Regions from separate parts of the Sus scrofa genome. Here region 2 is linked to region 1. Evidence: chromatin contacts called from public Hi-C data. All regions are on one chromosome and are shown on one strand. The core of a region is the stretch at or near the end of the contact, and the rest is flanking DNA. Distances in the headings are between cores, read along the strand shown.

Region 1 (4,040 bases), core at 490-2,989:
GCCAGGGATCGAACCTGCAACCTCATGGTTCCTAGTCGGATTCGTTAATCACTGGGCCATGACGGGAACTCCTGGGTTTGCTTCTTGGTGGGTGTCAGCCAAAAGATATAAGGAAGCTGAAGCTCTGGAGAAGTGTTTATTATTACCTGCATCACATAAGAACACCTGAAATCATCCTCAAAGCTGTGTCTTCCCAACAGCAAAATTGAGGAAGGTTTAAGCTAAGGCTCCACATGCATAGTCATGAAGGGGCTTGAGCAGAGAAGTCGGCATAGAACTGTGGCCAAGGTGGACTGAGTACAAGCTTTCAGTGACTGAAGTCACAGGGTCGACATCATCGTTCTTTTGCGGAGGAACCAAGACTGTTTCATCCATGATGAAATATTGCGTCTTTTTTTTTTTTTTTTTTTTTTTTTTTTGCCTTTTAATGCCGAACCTGTAGCATATGGAAGTTCCCAGGCTAAGGGTTGAGTCTGAGCTGACGCCACAGCCACAGAGATGTGGTATCTGAGCCGTGTCTGCGACCTACACCACAGGTCATGCCCACCCCAGATCCTTAACCTACCAAGTGAGGCCAGGGATTGAACCTGCATCCTCATGGTTCCAAGTGGGATTCATTTCGCTGAGCTACAGTGGGAATGAGCTATTGTATCTTGACTGCTTTTCCTTTGCTCCTGCATTCCTTCACTTTCCTTAACATCAATAATTTTCAGACCTGGCAATTACTGCAGGTTCAATCCCTGGCCTCGCTCAGTAGGTTAAAGATTGGTGTTGGCGTGAGCTGTGGTGTCGGTTGAAGATACAGCTCGGATCTGGCACTGCTGTGGTATAGGCTGGCAGATACAGGGCCAATTGGACCCCTAGCCTGGGAACTTCCATATGCTGCAGTTGCGGCCCTAAAAAGATAAATAAATAAAGGCTTAGATCACAAAAGGGCTTCTCATGTCAAGAAAGCCATGCCTGGTTCTTTTTCCTGGGACCCCCCCACTCCCACCCCCACCGCAAGCGATCTGCATATATGAAAGGCAGGCAGAGCTAGTGGGTTTCAGGAGAGACCCCCATGCTACCCCCAATCCTGGACCCTGTTGTCGCAGGACAGTTACAGGATACCTCCCCACTTCCCGCTGCCCCTCAACAGCCAGCCTGAGCCTTGATCCAGAGCTGGGCTCCCTTTCAGGGGCTGTTCCCAACTTGTTGTGTGTAAGGGGTTGATCACCTCTCTGTCTCAGTTTCCTCTCCTGTTAAATGAGAGTAAGGTCATTCACCTGCAGATACAGAGGACTCGAGGAGGAAGTGGAAATTAAGAACAAAAAACACAAACAAAAAAAGAACGAAATCAACAGCTCCCGTTTTTTTTTTTTTGTTCTTTCTTTGCATTTTCGTTTTTTTCTTTCCCTCCCTTTGGCAGCTCTCATTCCTTCTTGACATTCCTAGATCTCTTTCTTTCCGCTAAGACGGAGGTGCCCCGGACTCATCCGGATTCTGGAGCGAAGGTCAAGTGGGGGCCGGACCGACCCGGTTGGCTAGGGGAACAACAAATTCTCCCACTTTCCAGGGGCGTTTTCTGGCCGGGGGTGCAGCACAGGCGAGAGATCGGGTTCCCCCACCCAAGGCTTTGCGCCCGGCGATCCCGCCACTCCCGCGCGCAGACACAAAGGTCCGGTCCGGGCTGGTCCCGCCCGCCCCGCTCTTGCTCCAGCCCGCAGCCCCATTGGCCGAGAGCTCTGGGGGGCGGGGCCTAGGCAGGGGCGCCGCGAGACCGTCCCGTGAACCACGCCCCCTTCCCAGCCCAGTTCTCGCAGTTCGAGCGGAGCAGCTGGCGGAGCTGAACGGATCACCAGGTAGGAGCTTCTCCCGGGACCCCAGGAGGGGTGTGGTGGGGTGCCCCTGCCCTGTAGGAGGCCCAGGGATGGCCGGGATGGGACCTCGGCCTCTTCGTCAGCTGCTGCCCCGATGCGTCTCCCCTCTACAGGGTCTTCCGACTCTTCGGTCGGGGTCTCCGGGCTGGGTTTCTCTAGGCCCCTAAAAAAATACCCGGGCCGCCGTGACCTGTTTGGGGAGCACGGGTTACTCATCCTTCCTGGAGAGGGGTGGGTGTGGCAGCAGCTGGAGGGATTTGGGGGCAGACGTCAGGTTGCATTTCCCGCCTGGCCACCTGTTTTCTTCTTGCGGAAAAAGCCTTCCCTCCTTCTCGTCCTCCCCCCCCTCCGCCTGCCCCCCTTATCTCCCTCCCCTTTCGCCTGTGGGCTGGAGCTGAAAGGGGTGACTCGCGGTGCGCTGGGGCGAGGCGAGGGGGGCGCCGCTCCAGAAGGTGGAGCCAGCCCCCAGCCAGGCCTGGTCGCGCCAGCTGTGGACTCGGCAGTGGGACCTCCGCCAGGCCTGGCGGGGTGTGGGGGGGTATCCTGGCGCCGCGCGATTGGCCGCGTCTGGAGAGGAGGAGCCGCCGGGCGCCAGGCCGGTGCGTTTGCGTCGGGATGGGGGGCCCCAAGGCAGTGCAGAGAAACTTCCCCCGAGCCCACAGGCTCCCCTCCCCACCGGCCTCGCTGGCAGCCCAAGTTTTCAGGCCGGAAATGCAACGGTTTTTTTTTTTTTTTCCCCCTAAAAAGGAAGCCCCTGGCTCCCACAGCTTTTCTGAGGTTGGAGTGGATGTGTGTCTTGCGGGTGGAGGGCGCGAGACCAGCCCACTCCAGGCACCATCTCTGTTCCCACAGACGGGGGTGTCTCTTTGCAAAATAGGAAGCTTCCCTGAGCCTCCGTTTTCCCATCTGTAGGCTGGGAAGATTGTTTTTCCTACCCTAGCAGAGTGAGTGAGTGTAAAAGGAGATGGCGCACCCAGTGCGGGGAGAAACGTTAGCTATTGTCAGTTTTCACATGCCTTTTTGATATTTCTCCGTCTCTCGGCTCCCATTCTCGCCCCTCCAATCCCTTCGCCACCCTGAACCTAGAGGGAAGTTGTAAAAACAGGTTCAAGTCAACCCTCAGCTTAAAATCATCTCCTAATGTCGCACGGTTGTTTAATTTCCAAACTTGTCCGCAGAGCTTTCTGTTATCTCCTACCCCACCCCATTTTCTGCTGCCTGTCCTCCCTCTCCCTGGCCTTTTGCCCCTGCCGGACCCTCTGCCTGGAATGACTTACCCACGCCCAACCCAGTTTAGGACTCGAAGCAGCAGCCTCCTCAGGCCCGGGCCTCCTCTGAGCCCGCTCTGTGCTTCCGGTACTGGGGAGGTCTTGATGACCACGGCTTCTCAATGCTGGCGTGTCTGTCACCCTCCCCTCCATCCCCACCCCCCAACTGGCGGGGGTGCCCCCGTAGAGCACCAACAGGGCCCTGTAGCGTCGTCATGGAGCCCGGCCTGCAGCAGATGCTCAAAGGGGAATGAGCTGAGCCAGGCCTAGCGCGGGGCTCTGGAGTCCTGGGTGGGGTTGCGGGAGGGCTCCCTTGGGAGAAGAACTGGCCTTTCTTTGTCTCAGCGAGGGGCAAAGTCAGGGCATTTGGTTTGTGTCCCATCAGCAGGGACAGGGATGGGAGGGATTATTCTAGATCCTCATGCCTGACAGTTCCACCATCAGCGGCTCAACTCTTGCTGCCTGAGCCCATTGTCGCTGGCACCCTCTGCACAACGCCCTCGCACGACATCCGCCCGGCTGAGAGGCTGCGCCACAACTGTCTCATTTGACAGATGAGGAAGCTGAGGTGGGGGCGGCGAGGTCGCCTGCCAGGGCTCACGGAGCGAGCGGAGAGAAGAGTTAGGCTGAGACTCAGCTCTGACCGAAGCCCTGGGAGAATGGAGACAGACTGGAATCCAGGAATGCTGGAAGTGGGGGTGACGGGGTGCTGAGTCGACTTTTAGTTACAAACAAGGGCTCGAGCTTCCCCCCCTCCAGGGTGCCCAGGCGGGGGCGGGGCGGGGCGGGGCGGTCCGGAAGCGCTAAGCCGGGCCTGGCAGTTGTGCTGGAGGGGCGCCTCAGCTTCCCAGGAGCTAGTCCTCGGCTTTCCGGCTTTCCAGCCTCTTCCCAGCATTCTGGGGCGGGCCGAGCG
Region 2 (4,040 bases), core at 464-2,963, 58 kb after region 1:
GCCTTATGCTTCTTTACTGTCCTGAACCACATGCGTAATAACCAGAACAGCCTCCAACCTTTTGGGCGGTGGAAGAAAATGGCCATCTTAGCAAACAACAACGCCCTGAGGCCCAGAGACTTGCACCAGATCTGCTGTGGGAAATCCAGATCACGTTTCACAGAGTCTCAGTTTCTTTATTTAAAATGAAATAACAACTATCCTACCTGGGATCAAAGAGGGAGAAAGGTCGACAGGGTCCAATGATATGTCAAAAGGCTTGGAAGTAAACCTAAGAGAGCACTCCGGCCAATGGGCCAATTAGAGCAGCAGTTTGTGTCCGTAATAAAGTTTTACTGGAACACAGCTGTGCTAGGTCCACATCTGGTCTATGGCTGCTTTTGGATTTAGGTTGAATAGTTACTACAGACCATATGGTCAGCAAACACGGAAGTATTTGCTATCTGGCCCTTTGCAAACAATGAACTGCTGACTTCGGCTCCAGGCCACTCTGAGTGTTTAACAACTTGCAAGTGTGCACTGATTACGGAGTCAAAAAGGGCCTGTGGAGAACTTACAACTGTGCATCATCAGTACATACAGAGCACCTGTGGCTCAGAAAAGTAAAATGATACATCTAAGGCCACACGCATTCAGTGAGGAATTCTGGAGCACACCAGTGCTACCACCCGACCCAAACGCAGCAGGGTAGAGAGAGACTGAGGCCATTTAGCGCCAGTCTCAAGTTCAAATGGCTGCTCTTCTAATGTGTGCAAAGGGTAGGTCAGGGTAAGCTTCATCACAACGGTTCATCTTGAGACCTATCCGTGCTCGTGGCAGCAAAATCTGGAAATGGAAAGCAAGTTTCCAGGAGTCCAAGAAGGTTCTCGGCAGGCAGCCTGTGGCAATCTAGGTTTCCTCTATCACCCCCTTCCACTGCAAGGCTAGAGCAGGGAGTGGCGGTGGCAGCGAATACTTACTGAGTATTATTGAGCACAGTCTACCGTATGTAAGATAACTTTCAAGAACTTAAATGATTTCATCCATTCATTCAAACATCACATGGAACAGGTAGACGCCCCATTTAAAGCCACAGATGCTGAGGCTCTGAGGTTAACTAACTTGCTCAAGTCACACAGCTGTCAAGCAGAGACTCTGCTAGGTCTGTTTGGCCTGGAAACCTATGTCTTTCATGTCAGGCTACAGGCGCAGACCACAGGTGATAGGTCTGAAGAGGGCACACAAGCTGGTAAACCCGGCTGATCCGGGATTCAAACCCAGGGGTGCTGATGAGAGTCCAGAACTGCGTTTTCCAATCAAAGTTCCTTGCTCTCAAGAGTTCCTAGCCTGTCCCTTCTCTCCGAGGACCCTGAAGTCTCGAAAAGCTGGTGAGAGCTTTCGTCTCATGACTCCAAGGAACCCAGAGTAAAGTTCAGCCCCTCCGTGGGAGGTAGGCGGTCCTTAGCCGCCCCAGGTCGCCTACCTGGACGGTCATTACACCCACCGGGGAGCCGTAGGGAGTTTTGCACCGCTTACCTGCCTGGGAGCGGTCAGAGTCCCGTCCACGTCGAAGAGGCAGAGCGCTGGGCCGGGAGCAGCCATGACCCCAGTTTCCACGTAAACCTTACACGACTTACTGGCACCTGGCACCCGGCCCGGAACTTCCGGGTCCGGCCCCCGTGCCGCAGGGCACGCCGGGAAGAGAATTCCCCTCCCGCAGTGCCCGAGACTAGCGTCGGCTTTGCTGGCTGGACTACAGATCCCAGAATGCAGCGCGCCCCCACGCTGTCCCATTAGGGCGGAGGACACGTTCTCGGAGATTCCCGGAACGCGAGGGACTCGCTTCCAGCTGCAGGCTGCGGGGCCATGGTAAGAAGGCAATTGGTGGCAAGAAAGGGAGGGGTCGTGCTTTGGGGGTCGGAGTCAGGCCCCGGGCAGGCCTGCGGACGCCTTAGGTTCTGATTCGGAGAATCCGGAGGAGGGACCTCCGACGTGGGTTCCCCGCCGTCCTATGCCCCCTAGGTCACGTGGGCCAACTAAAATTTAGCATTCACCGTGCATTACTGCATTTAAAGGCTTTAAAACTGTTACCTTCTTCAGTATGTTACGGATACCCACTTTGATAGAGAAACCAGGGCCCAGAGAGGTGGAGTAATTTGCCCAACGATCCACAGCCGGTGACTGTAGGAGCCAGGGTTGGAACCCAAAACTGGCTTCAAAGCTCAAAGCACCTTTCGGTGCAATATTCAAGGTGTAGAACTGTGCATCTAATAAAACCCTTGTGCTATGAGTTGACGCCTCCATCCCTTCCTCCTCCATTCTATCCCTTCCCTCAATCCAGGCCAAGAAAACAGCGTTTACGTTCTGCCCCCAAGATGACGCTTTTAACCTAACCGAGAATTCTACAGTTATTATGATGATTAGCTAGCGGATTTGTTCCCCACTGGGACACTGATTTAGTTTCCTGCTTGAGGAAGTGTTCACACAGGCCGTGGATCCGGTATCCAGCCAGAACCGGCCCTCCTTGGGTATGTGCTGAATGAATGAAGCCTGCGCCTACTTGAGCTGCCTGGAGGAAAGAGGTTGGGTTTGAAAGTTAGACTGCCCTACTCCCTGACTGTGTGTCTTTGGGTAAATTTCTCACCTTCTCTGGGCTTAGTTTCCTCAGTGGTAAAGTAGAAGCAGTGGTTCCTTTAGCACACAGCTTCCCTGACTATCACGTGAGGTAGAGGTAAAGCCTCTGATTTCAGCTTTCTTTCCATCTCTGGCAATCATGCTGACCTCACCAGGCTGGCAGGATCCTCTGTAGCAGATGTTTTGCATGTGGTCCTTGTGTGATTAGCTTGGCTGAGTTCCAGAGAGAAATGGTCTCCCTGTCTCCTTTCCAGGCTGCCCTGCTCCGAGCTGTGCTGTGGTCACCAAGGCAGGCTGCATGGGGAAGGCCTTTCCACAGGCTGTGGCGCTGCAGTGGGCAGGATCCTAGGAGGTGGGCGGGGAGCAGGCCTCTGCCATCCAAGAAGAACCCGCTGGGCACAGAGACTGAGAAATTTCAGATGGTGTACCGGTTTGATGCCATCAGGGTCTTCGGGTACCTCTCTCAGCTGAAGGTGGCACAGACAGCGTTGACAGTGGTGGCCCTGCCGCCTGGCATCTACTGGTACTCCCAGGGCCTCATGACCTTCAACTCCCTGTGCCTGGCAGGCGCAGTTGCCAGCTTCGCGCTGGCCATGTTGTGCTGGATGAGCCATTTCTTCCGGAGGCTGGTGGGCATCCTCTATGTGAATGAATCAGGCACGGTGCTGCGGGTGGCCCACCTGACCTTCTGGGGCCGGCGACAGGACACGTACTGCCCCGTGGCCGACGTGGTCCCCATGACAGAAAGCCACGATCGGCCTCAGGAGCTGTTTGTGCGGATCCGGCAGTACAGTGGGAAACAGACCTTCTATCTCACCCTACGCTACGGACGCATCCTGGACCGGGAGCGTTTCATGCAGGTGTTTGGGGCGCTGGACTCACTCAAGTGAAGGACTGGGAGCCAGGCCGCCTGGGTCTCCCGTAGGAAGGCTCAGGGAAGGGTGAGGCTGAAGTGGGGAAGTCAGGCAGCTGGAAACTGTCAGGACCCCAGGGACTTGTCTTCTGGAATTGAGAAATTCACAAGGTAGAAGCTAGCAACCAGGTTTAGGAAAGAGGCCCTGAGTGCAAATTCTTAACTGCACTTATGTATGACATTGACAACGGCCAGAAGTTTCTGTTAAGAGCCAGATCTTGGAGGAAGCTATGCCAGGCTCGTTCCAACAGTGCACTGCTGGGAAATCAAAGACAGAGAGGTGGGGGTGTGTCAGAAGACCTGGGTCCCTCCATTCTCAAATCCCTGTCCTGAGGCGGGTTATCAAGTCTCTCAGATTGTTCTCACATTTTGTAAAGTGGAAAAATCCTGTCTCCTGGGATGGGTGTGAAAATAAACGATATCACTTAGTGCAGAGTTGCTAGTGCTGCAAAAGGCTTCTATGCCTGTGCTGCGCCCCCTGGTGGCCCCAGATCCGAAGGGACTGGGATGAAGC

What was found. Hi-C and Micro-C count contacts between places; a contact is called where the count stands out from the background.
Region 2: a contact with region 1 is called in a Hi-C map of liver, with 6 times the contacts expected there. The contact joins the promoter of TMEM186 here to the promoter of CARHSP1 in region 1. A contact is called at or near these places in 3 of 5 promoter capture datasets (fetal liver and liver), 29 of 47 Hi-C or Micro-C datasets (adipose tissue, alveolar macrophages, blood and 15 more) and 2 of 2 datasets of contacts at active chromatin or transcription factors (alveolar macrophages and skeletal muscle).

Annotation. Positions count from the first base shown.
Region 1 is chr3:33,832,608-33,836,647 of Sscrofa11.1, forward strand. It overlaps CARHSP1 (calcium-regulated heat-stable protein 1), which reads left to right and starts at 1,740. Exons shown (of 4, transcript XM_003124608.6): 1 at 1,740-1,841.
Region 2 is chr3:33,890,802-33,894,841 of Sscrofa11.1, forward strand. It overlaps TMEM186 (transmembrane protein 186), which reads left to right and starts at 1,714. Exons shown (of 2, transcript XM_003124605.4): 1 at 1,714-1,848; 2 at 2,868-4,040. The coding sequence starts at 1,846. The coding sequence ends at 3,503. PMM2 (phosphomannomutase 2) reads right to left here and starts at 1,671. Exons shown (of 8, transcript XM_021086654.1): 1 at 1,516-1,671. The coding sequence starts at 1,581.